Linked DNA regions of Mus musculus: region 2 is linked to region 1. A link is a contact called in public Hi-C data. All regions are on one chromosome and are shown on one strand. Each heading gives the region's core, a stretch centred on a gene start, on an enhancer-like site or on the middle of the called end of the contact. The rest is flanking DNA. Distances are from core to core; before and after follow the strand shown. Region 1 has its middle 110 kb from the start of Gas7. Region 2 overlaps Gas7 (growth arrest specific 7).

What was found. A called contact is a pair of places that touch in the nucleus more often than the background predicts.
Region 2: a Hi-C map of bone marrow-derived macrophages shows a contact between it and region 1, with 31 read pairs. The contact joins two enhancer-like sites. A contact is called at or near these places in 2 of 15 datasets of contacts at CTCF or cohesin (the NIH/3T3 cell line and large pre-B cells), 8 of 484 Hi-C or Micro-C datasets (bone marrow-derived macrophages, cerebral cortex, cortical neurons and 3 more), 3 of 115 datasets of contacts at active chromatin or transcription factors (bone marrow-derived macrophages, embryonic stem cells and stem cell-derived neural progenitor cells) and 2 of 9 other capture datasets (adipose tissue and liver).

The regions. Positions count from the first base shown.
Region 1 is chr11:67,476,932-67,481,358 of GRCm38.p6, forward strand. It overlaps a transcript of Gas7 not described here. Among named protein-coding and RNA genes, the nearest start is that of Gas7, 110 kb to the right of the region's middle. Within about 2 kb of position 2,755, at least 58 of the 459 cell types and tissues checked have an H3K27ac peak or open chromatin away from gene starts, as enhancers often do. A contact at or near this core is called in bone marrow-derived macrophages, where this site is marked.
Region 2 is chr11:67,655,364-67,659,896 of GRCm38.p6, forward strand. The region is part of intron 5 of Gas7 (growth arrest specific 7); the gene reads left to right. Among named protein-coding and RNA genes, the nearest start is that of Rcvrn, 38 kb to the right of the region's middle. Within about 2 kb of position 1,323, at least 37 of the 459 cell types and tissues checked have an H3K27ac peak or open chromatin away from gene starts, as enhancers often do. A contact at or near this core is called in bone marrow-derived macrophages, where this site is marked.

The DNA.
Region 1 (4,427 bases), core at 1,505-4,004:
CATGCCTAGAACTAAACTTTTAGTTTTATAAATTTTTCCAGCCTCGGCCATCTTACTGTAGTAACAACAACAATAAAGAACAAAATAGATGGATACACGCAGAAATGATAATCCAGTCAAGGTCCATTCAGGTGGCCCTTTTGTTGCTCGGTGATTTCTGGTCTTTCCCAGCTAATCTCTCCTCCCTCCAGCTTCTGTGGAGCCCTCCTCTGTGGATTGCAGGGACTGGTTTATTTGATGTTTTGACCCACTGGACTCTGAGCTCCTCAGGCCTGGGTAAAGATGTCATAAACTATAACAGCTCTGGCCTGGCACAGGAGTTGGCATTGTCTGGCTGGCTGGCTGACTACTTGGCGGCTGGCTCTGTGGAAGGACGAGGTGGATGGATTCCTGAGAATAAAGGGAGAGCTTACCTTTGGGAGCCTGGCACACATTTTCTGAGTTTGGGTTTACAGCTTAATTTGTTTTTCTCTGAAAAGAGGAGAGTGGCTTTGGCGATGTGAACCTTGGTGTTATGGAAAACTAAGGGTGATGGGCTAGTTCTGGGTCGATATGGAGTGTTCTTCAGAGGTCTGCATATCCAGGGCTTGGTGCTCAGCCAGGTTTGGAAACATCAGGGGCTTGAATCAAGAGAAGAGAGATTAGACTGGTGAAGGCTTGCCCTAAGAAGAGCCTACCACCTCCCTCCTCTGTATCCCCTTCATCACTTTTCTTCCTCTCCCTCCCTTCCTCCATCCCTCTTCCTCATCTTACCATTCTCCCTTTCTCTCTCTTTCCCCCTATCTTGTGCTTTCACCTGGTGTCCGATGATGCCACAGAGGAAAGCTGATTGTGGACTTGGAGACCGTGGACCAAACACAACCCTTTTGTCCTTATAAGATGTTGTCATGGATTCCGTCACAGTGGCATAGGCTTGGGGCTCTAACTGTTGGGCCCTTGGCTCTTGCACACTGGATTGGCTACTTGTTCATTCCTTAACTGGATATCATTCCTTGAGGACCCACTGCCTCTCAGGGTATTTGGAAAGATTCTCATGGAGCTAGGAACATGGATATGGTGTGATGTGTGTGGACCAGTGATGGTAATACAAACATTGTCACTGCAAGGGGCTGCTAAAGAAGTAGGCTCTGATTTTGAGTGTCCTTCCACCCAGAATCTACAGGGCCCCTCATCCCAGCCTCCTATTCCTGTTCTATGGTTATCCTTCTTTAAGCCCTCTAAAGTAGCTGTTGGGGTGTTTTCCTGGGACCTCCTTGTTCTCTGCTCAGGAGATTAGAAAGCTGTTGCAATTCTTGGTCTAGACAGGACTTACCTGCTCAGGGAGAGTTGCATTAGCTCACGATTTCCTCAGTCCTCCACTGTAGCCTTTCATGGCACCCCCTGGGTTGTCAGGTGTGTTCTGGGCCCTGAAGATGCAGCTGAGGATGAGCTGAGCCTAGTGAGACTCAGGGGTTGCTGATGGAGAGGTCTCAGGGTCCCAGGGGCCATCTAGGGTGATAAGAGCCCAGAGGCTGTGAGCAGCTGACTTGTGTCCCTTCTAAATTTCTAAGTCAGTGTCTTATCTTCTCCAACCTTAGACTGACACTATATTGGGGGATAGGTTCTTAAAAGGGCCATTAAAATGCAGTCATTTGGGTAGGGTCCTAATAAGATGAGGGTCCTATGGAAAAGAAATTAGACAGAGACCACATACACATTTAGAGGAACAGCCACGTGAGACACAAAAGGAGACGATGACAACGTGTATAGCAGGGAGAAGCTTTAGAAGAGACCAACCCTGCCAGCTGAGCATGACGGCTGATATTTATGATCCCAGCACTTGGGAGACAGAGATAGGAGACCAGCGGCAGACAGAGGCAGAGACCAGTCGGGACTACATAGTGAGACTCTGCATCAGAAACCCTACCTTGAAATGGCTCAGTGAGTAAAAAATGTATGCTGTGTAGGCTGAGTTTCATCCCCAGAAACCAGTACCTAGATTGGCAGGAGAGAGCTGAGTTCTGGAAGTTGTCCTGTGAGCTCCTCATGTGTGCTGTGGCATGTGCATGACCTCACACTGTGAACATTCCAGCACATGCCTCCTTTGCTCTCACATGTGTGTGCATGTGCACACACCACACACACACACACACACACACACACACACACACACACACACACACAAAACCCTGCTTCTTCCATTTCCCCCTCTGAACTTACAGCCCTGTATTCTCCTTATTCAACTGTTACCATTTGCCTCCCACATGGTACCAGAGCTCTGTAAGGCATGGCACATTTCTCTGAATTTCCGGGTCCCCACACCTCAGCACAAGTAGAGGCTCTTGGGATCCTGGACACATGTCTTTTGGGTGAGTTTGGTCTAAAACAAGGGTTGGAGATCACATTCCTCAGTCTACATTAAAATCCAAAATTTTTAATTAAAATAGCTGCTTTTCCACCTCAGGCCTCAGTTTAGAGCTCACCCAGCAGGGAACCCACTGCTAATTCCCAGGGCTGTGTCCCAGCTGCTATAATCTTCACCTAGACACCTACTTGGTGACATTCTTAGTTTTTATTCACTCTTGGCAGCCTAAGCTTTAGATCCTATTACACCAGGGTCACCAGCCACCAGTGAGTCTGAACACCACCGTTAACCCCAGAGAGTTAAGCTCCAAGGCCAGGGGTTGGGTGGCTTCAGTGTTCTAGAACCTGTGATGTGACCTGGCCCAGAGCTGGGCGTGCATAATCTTTAGGAAATGACATTCTGTCAGCTCAGAGGCGGTGTTTCTGTGGGGGTGTCAGCCTGCCCTTCTCACTTCCTCTTGCTAACTACCCTCCTTTCTCTTCCAGCTTCAGCCACTTTTTCTTTCTCTGCTACCCAGCTGGCCGTCCTGTGGTTGGCTCCTGCCTGTGAAAGGAGAGGGGCTCCTTCAGTACCTTCAGCACTCCTGGGAAGCAGCCATTCTCCATTCCTTTAACTTCTAAACAATTCTCTCTTGCATTTTTCTCTGCCCTCCCTCTTCAAAAGCATGGGTCCAACTCACAGAGCATCAGATCCACTGTTCTAACAGACATGGCTGGTGGCACCTGTTATGTCCCCAGCATGGTTTTGCCATCCCCACTGTCTCATTCCAGAAAGGTCTCCGAGTTGATGCTTTTGAGGTTAGGTCTTAGAGTGTTTCTCAGGTTAGCCTCAAACTTGTGACCCTCCTGCCTCGGCTTCCCAAGTGTTGAGATCACAGACAGGACACATCATGACTGACTCTTAAGTCTGAGAGATTATTTTTATCCCCCCACCCCAAGAACACCTTGAACTTAATAAGCAGTCCCTCCACAGCCTCCTCTTTCCCAATGCTCCCAACCTTTCTCTGTTACTGATATATTTTCTCTTTCTGTGGATTTGCCTAGTGCAGGCATGCCTTAGAACTATAGCTGGTGGGTTGGTTTTCAGTGTCTTCAGGTTCACTGATATAGCAGTCTGTGACAGTGACTCATTTCCTTCTCTGACTGAATAGTATTCTATTTCCCTCTATCAGCAGATAGACTTTCGGGTTGGTTCTTTGTTGGGCTGTTGTGAGCAGCACTATGCACGATATTTTTGGTGGTTAATTCTGCCTTTCCAAATGTTGGCTCTTCATGAAAGTTACTGGTTCTGGGGAAAGCACTTGATGAAGGAGACAACAGACACAGATCTGTGCTCTGCCCTGGTCCAGAGGTTTGTCCATTCACAGTTTGCCCATCTCCTCAATGGGTCTTCAGCTCCTTGCCTTGCTTGCTCAGCCTTGCAGAACGTCTCTTATGGGACACAGGCGGGGAGTGCAAGGTTGGGCTCTCCAGCAATACCACTAGATGCCAGATGCAATCAGGTTTTGGTTCCCCATCTTTTCTTTGATTTCTCCCTTTATGTTTTGCTACATCCTCATCTGTGGTTGCTATCTGATGTGTCTAGATTCTGCTTTCCTTTCTCCTTCTCTGTCTTTTGCTGGCCTGGGGCTGCTGACAATGTGCTACGTTCAGTGCCCTGCAGCTGGAAGAAAGTGGAGGGCTGTCTCTGTGTCCAGCCACACTCAGCAGCCCTGGGTGATGGCAATGGCAGAGCATCAGCCAAAGCTGGGTGAGAGGACAGAGAATGTGAACCGTAGCAGTGTCATCCTGTCTCTGGCTTGGTTTCCAGACAAGCTTGAGGCTGTTTGTGGTCCAGGAAGGAGGCAGGTTGATGGGCTCTTGGCATGTAGAAAAATGCAGCCAGCAGACCTGGGGAATACTTGGGGAAGAGCAGCAGATGGGCGTGTTGCTTTGGGAATGCTGTGTCCTGAAGCCTCTGGAAAGTGACAGCTGTGGTCTTTGATTTCCCCTAATGTGTTTGTTCATGGTGTCTCTCATAGACTTGCTCTCTCCTCATTTAGCCCAAGATAGCTTGAATTTGCTATGTGGTTTAGGGTGACTTT
Region 2 (4,533 bases), core at 73-2,572, 180 kb after region 1:
AAGCTGGCAGCAGCAGAAGGGCTGGCAGCCATGCCTGGGCCTCGTCCCTGCCATCAGCAGTTCTGGGCTGGCAGGTGGGGGCGGGGAGCCGTCTGATTGAGAGTGACAGACACTAATGGCTGCTCACTGCCCTCGGCACAAACTTGACACATCAGGTTGTAGGGGATTCGAGCAACAGTGACAGGGAGAGCACCAGGCACAGGACAGAGGAATTAGAGGACCTTGTGGCCCTTCATTTGGATGCGCAGTGTAACCGGTCTGGAGGCATGGCATCCTGGGAGGGAGCAAGTGGCTGGAGGAGAGCCATGTGGGGGCCTCTCCTATCTTCTCACTTACCAAGCCAGAGAAAGGCACACGGAGTACTTAGCTGCAGCCGGAGTTCCCAAACCATGTAACTCTGCAGGCTGTAAAGACACTGACTAAAGCCCTCCCCTGGGACACAGGCATCGCTGCCCCAGCTTCCCACGTCGGGCCCTGTGGGTGGGTCACACGTGGGTGGCCTAGCTAGGTGCCTCATCAGCTGCCGTTGCTCCCTTTGTGCCTCGAAGAGTGTCTGGGAGCAGTCCTCATGATCCTGCAGAATGTCTCAACTGAGCATCCACTGCAGAGGAAGCATCCCAGCTATAGGGGTAAGGTGTTTTCCCACATGTCTGTGGGTGAGGCAAAGGATCCCCAGAGGAGTTGGTGGGAGGGGCCATACCACCCACCTACACACACACACATGCACACACACACATACACACACACATATACACACATACACAGACACACACACACATATATACACACACACATATACATACACAGACACATACACACACATACACAGAGAGACAGGCACCCCCCCCCCCCCCGTTCTGCTTCCTGCTTAGCCCTGCCTTGGCCATGAGTAGGGCCTACCTACACTTTGCCCCAGGGTATAGGACAAGTCATGTGGGACAGGGTTTAGGATCCTAGTCTAGACCCAGAGTCCTAGTCTAGATTCAAGCCATAGCTCCACTATTACATACGAGCTGAGCATTCTGTGTTAGGTCACTTAACCTCTCTGTGCTCAGTGCCTTCCATGGCTGTTATGAGGAGTCCGTGAGTTCACCCATGGTAAGCACCTGGGGCATGATTAGCTCATGCTGAGCATAAAACAGATCCCTGGGCTGTCTACTGTGTACGGCCAGGAGGGTCGGAGGCCCTCATTGTTCCCAAGGCTTTCAGAGAAGACACACCTTTCCCCAGGGGTGCAGCTGTGCATTCCTATAAGTTGCCTGGAAATCACCAGGAGAGGGAAGGAATCTACCCATGGAAGTATCGGGGAAGGACATGTCCCACTTCCTCTTCCTGCCTGAGCACCGCAGTCCTGCTAATGGAGCCTTGTGGTTTGGCGACACAGGAGCCTGGCTATGAGGCCTGAAGGTCAGAGGGGCAGAGTCAGCATGAGGACTTGGACCACTTGTGACTGGCCTGTCAGCCTCTGTGCCTCAGTTCCCTGCCCTGTGCAGGTCTGCGCCATTTTCGCAGATGGACATTTCTGCCCTGATTGCTTCCTGGGGGTGACTTCATTTCACTGCCCTCAAGGTTCCCTCCACTGCTGTGGACTCTCCCTCCCTCCAGATGCATTCATCTCCCCTCCCCCATTCCCCAGTGTGGGGACACACCTATAGTCAGGCTTGGCTTCTCATGCTCTCAGACTTGCCACTGTTGACTTGTGGGGTCGAGGGCAGTCCTGAGGCGTTCCCTCCTGGGGCCACCGTCGTGGTCTGCCATCCTGTGCAGTCTCCACCACTTGGGGCTGGGCACTCACGCAGAGGGCACGTTGTACTTAACTGCTTCCGCAAGGCCCCTCTTGCTTCTGAGCCAAACTCAGCATGCATATGTGTGAATACACATGCACTCACACAGACACACACACACACACAGAAGTACTCGCATTTGCACACACACAAACACACACATGTGCCCATAAACATGCACATGCACACACACGCAGGCCCCTTTCCTTTCTGGAACATTCTTACCTCTGCCTAGCTTGCCTGCCTCCTCAAGCACTATTTCATCTAAGAGTGGTCTCAGCATCCCCAGCCCTTCCTGTGGCCTCAGCATCCCGTGCCTACCCTAATGAGAATTGTATCCCAAGAACCATCATCCCTTAATTATCAGGCTCTTGAGAGCAGATGCTGCACTGCAGACCTAGTACCCAGTCATTGCTAGAATGACGATTTGTTGGGTCTCCACTGTTTGCCTGCTGTGGCAGAAGCTAGGAAAACCCTGGGGAAGGATGCTCTCTGCCTCTCCACCTGCCCTCATAGACGGGCTGTCAGGAAGGAAGGGAGTGTGAAAACGCCATCAGAAGTAGCAACACCGACATATGTGTGCAGGGTGCTTGGGAGACACGGCATAGTAGGGAATCCCAGGGTAGCACATACCATGGAGGGGCTATCTGGCAAACATTTAGCTCTGCTGCCAGCCTGACCTGAATTTAAACACTCTGTGATCTGACTTCCTCAGTGTTATGCACTTCTCTACATGACCACCAGGGGGAGAAGGGCTCTGACGTCTCTGGGAAGCCCCTTTGAACTAACACAAACCAGAAGTGACAGAGACAGTAACCCCGTACCCCAGAGCTCCTCACCAGGGCATCCTGAGAGTTACAGGGGCATCAAGAGTTGGCAGCTTCTCCCACTTCCCACCCTCACTCCTGCCCTGTGGCCATCTTCCCGTGGCTCTTCCAGGGCCATACAAGGGGCCTTCACCTTCTAGACCCCCAAACCTTCTCGTCCCTGCTGTAGGCATCTGTTGAGAAGGCTCTGAGACCCTGGGGCTTGCTCATTATTCTGTCTTCCACGGGTGGGTGCAGACCTTCCTTGGGTATCACTCCTCCCCTGCAGCCTGGCTTGGGAGCGCTGCTTCTCACCAGTAGTCACCCAGGCCTCACCCAGAGCCTCTGACCACACACTCGGGCTAGGACCCACCCATCTGTCCTAACAACCCCTCCCAGGCGATGAGGTGCCTTAGAAATCAGTCATGCCCGCCTTTGAGTACTGTGGCCACTACATACCAGGTCCAGGCCTGTGAATTCACCTAGCTGGGGACCCCACCAACTACACACTGAAAATTGTGTCTGTACCCAAATTAAGTATTATAAATCTAGAGCTGGTCAGAGGGTGACTATTTGTAATATGCAAATACTGTACCCTTTTACATAAGGAAGCCTTGGCATCTATAAACTCTGCCATCCACGTGGGGCTTGAAACCATTGCCTACCCCTCTAACCCCCAGATACTGAAGGGCAATAGCGTCTTAAGTCTATGGCTTCCATTAGTTAGTTATTAATTTACATGTGGTTGTGCGTGCACAGTTGTATGTACATACCTGAATGCATGTGGAGACCAGAGGAAGACACATCTTTCTCTATCACTCTCTGCCTGATTCCCTTGAGCTACTATCTCACTAACCAGTTCGATGCCAGATGTTCTCCTGCCCTTAAGTCAGAGACCCCAAGTGCGATTCAGCTGACATAGGAGTCTGCTGGTTGCACATAGTGTTTTGACTTTGCTTGGTTGTTGTTGGTGGGTTGGGGGGGGGGTGTCTGTCTCCTTTGGTTTTTAACCCTGAATTAATTGCTGTCACTCAGAACTCAAGATGGTTGACACACAAACCCTGAGCTCAGAGTCTGGTGACACAGGACAGGGATCTTAATCCGCCCATGAGATATATGTCCACAGCCCATAGACCCTGCTCATGGCACAGGCTGTTTCCCTCCCACCCTAGTTGTAGATTCTGTGTTCCAGGGGTACTGGCTGTTTGCATGCCCCTCCTAGGTGAGAGCTTGAGAACAATCCCCCAACCCCTGGGGGTTCCTCCTTGGCTCTTCCTTTCAGCACATTGGCAGATGCCTGGTCCGTGAGGAGAGGTTGAAGGGAGATGCCTTGGGGTAGGGGGTGGGGAGTTGAAGCCACAGCAGTAAGAGCAGCAGTAAAGCCACGCCCACAAGGTGTGGACAGCTTGGAAGTAACACAAACTTGGCTGGATGGAACAATACTTCTTCCCGTGCTTTCTGATCCTCTTTCCCCTCCCTCCACCTCCCAATAGGTGCTGTTTCCCTAAACAGTCTGATGTCTGCCTCCACTCATATATACATACATGTATCTTCCATGCAGCCTCTACAGGTGTCTTTTGTGTATCATGCAGGGTCTCTTTGTCTAGCCCAGGATGGCCTTGAATTCCTCAGCCTCCCAGGTGCTGGGAACCACCACCTGTCTCATCTCATTCTTAGTTACAAACTTCTCTCTGTTGGAAAGTGCCAGTCTTCTGGACGAGCCTTTTACTGCCATAGATAGTGTGTGGTGGAAATCAGGCACCCATGTCCCTGCACACATGGGCAGATAGATCTGCAACCTAGTCTCTCAGTCAAAGGATCTAGGCGTTCACAACTGCGATAGATCCTACTAAACTCACACAAGAGAGGTTCCCCTCTTTGTAGCCCCTAGAATGGGTGGGAAGGAGGGCCTGTTGCCACTTACTTGAAGTAGTCACTGGCTG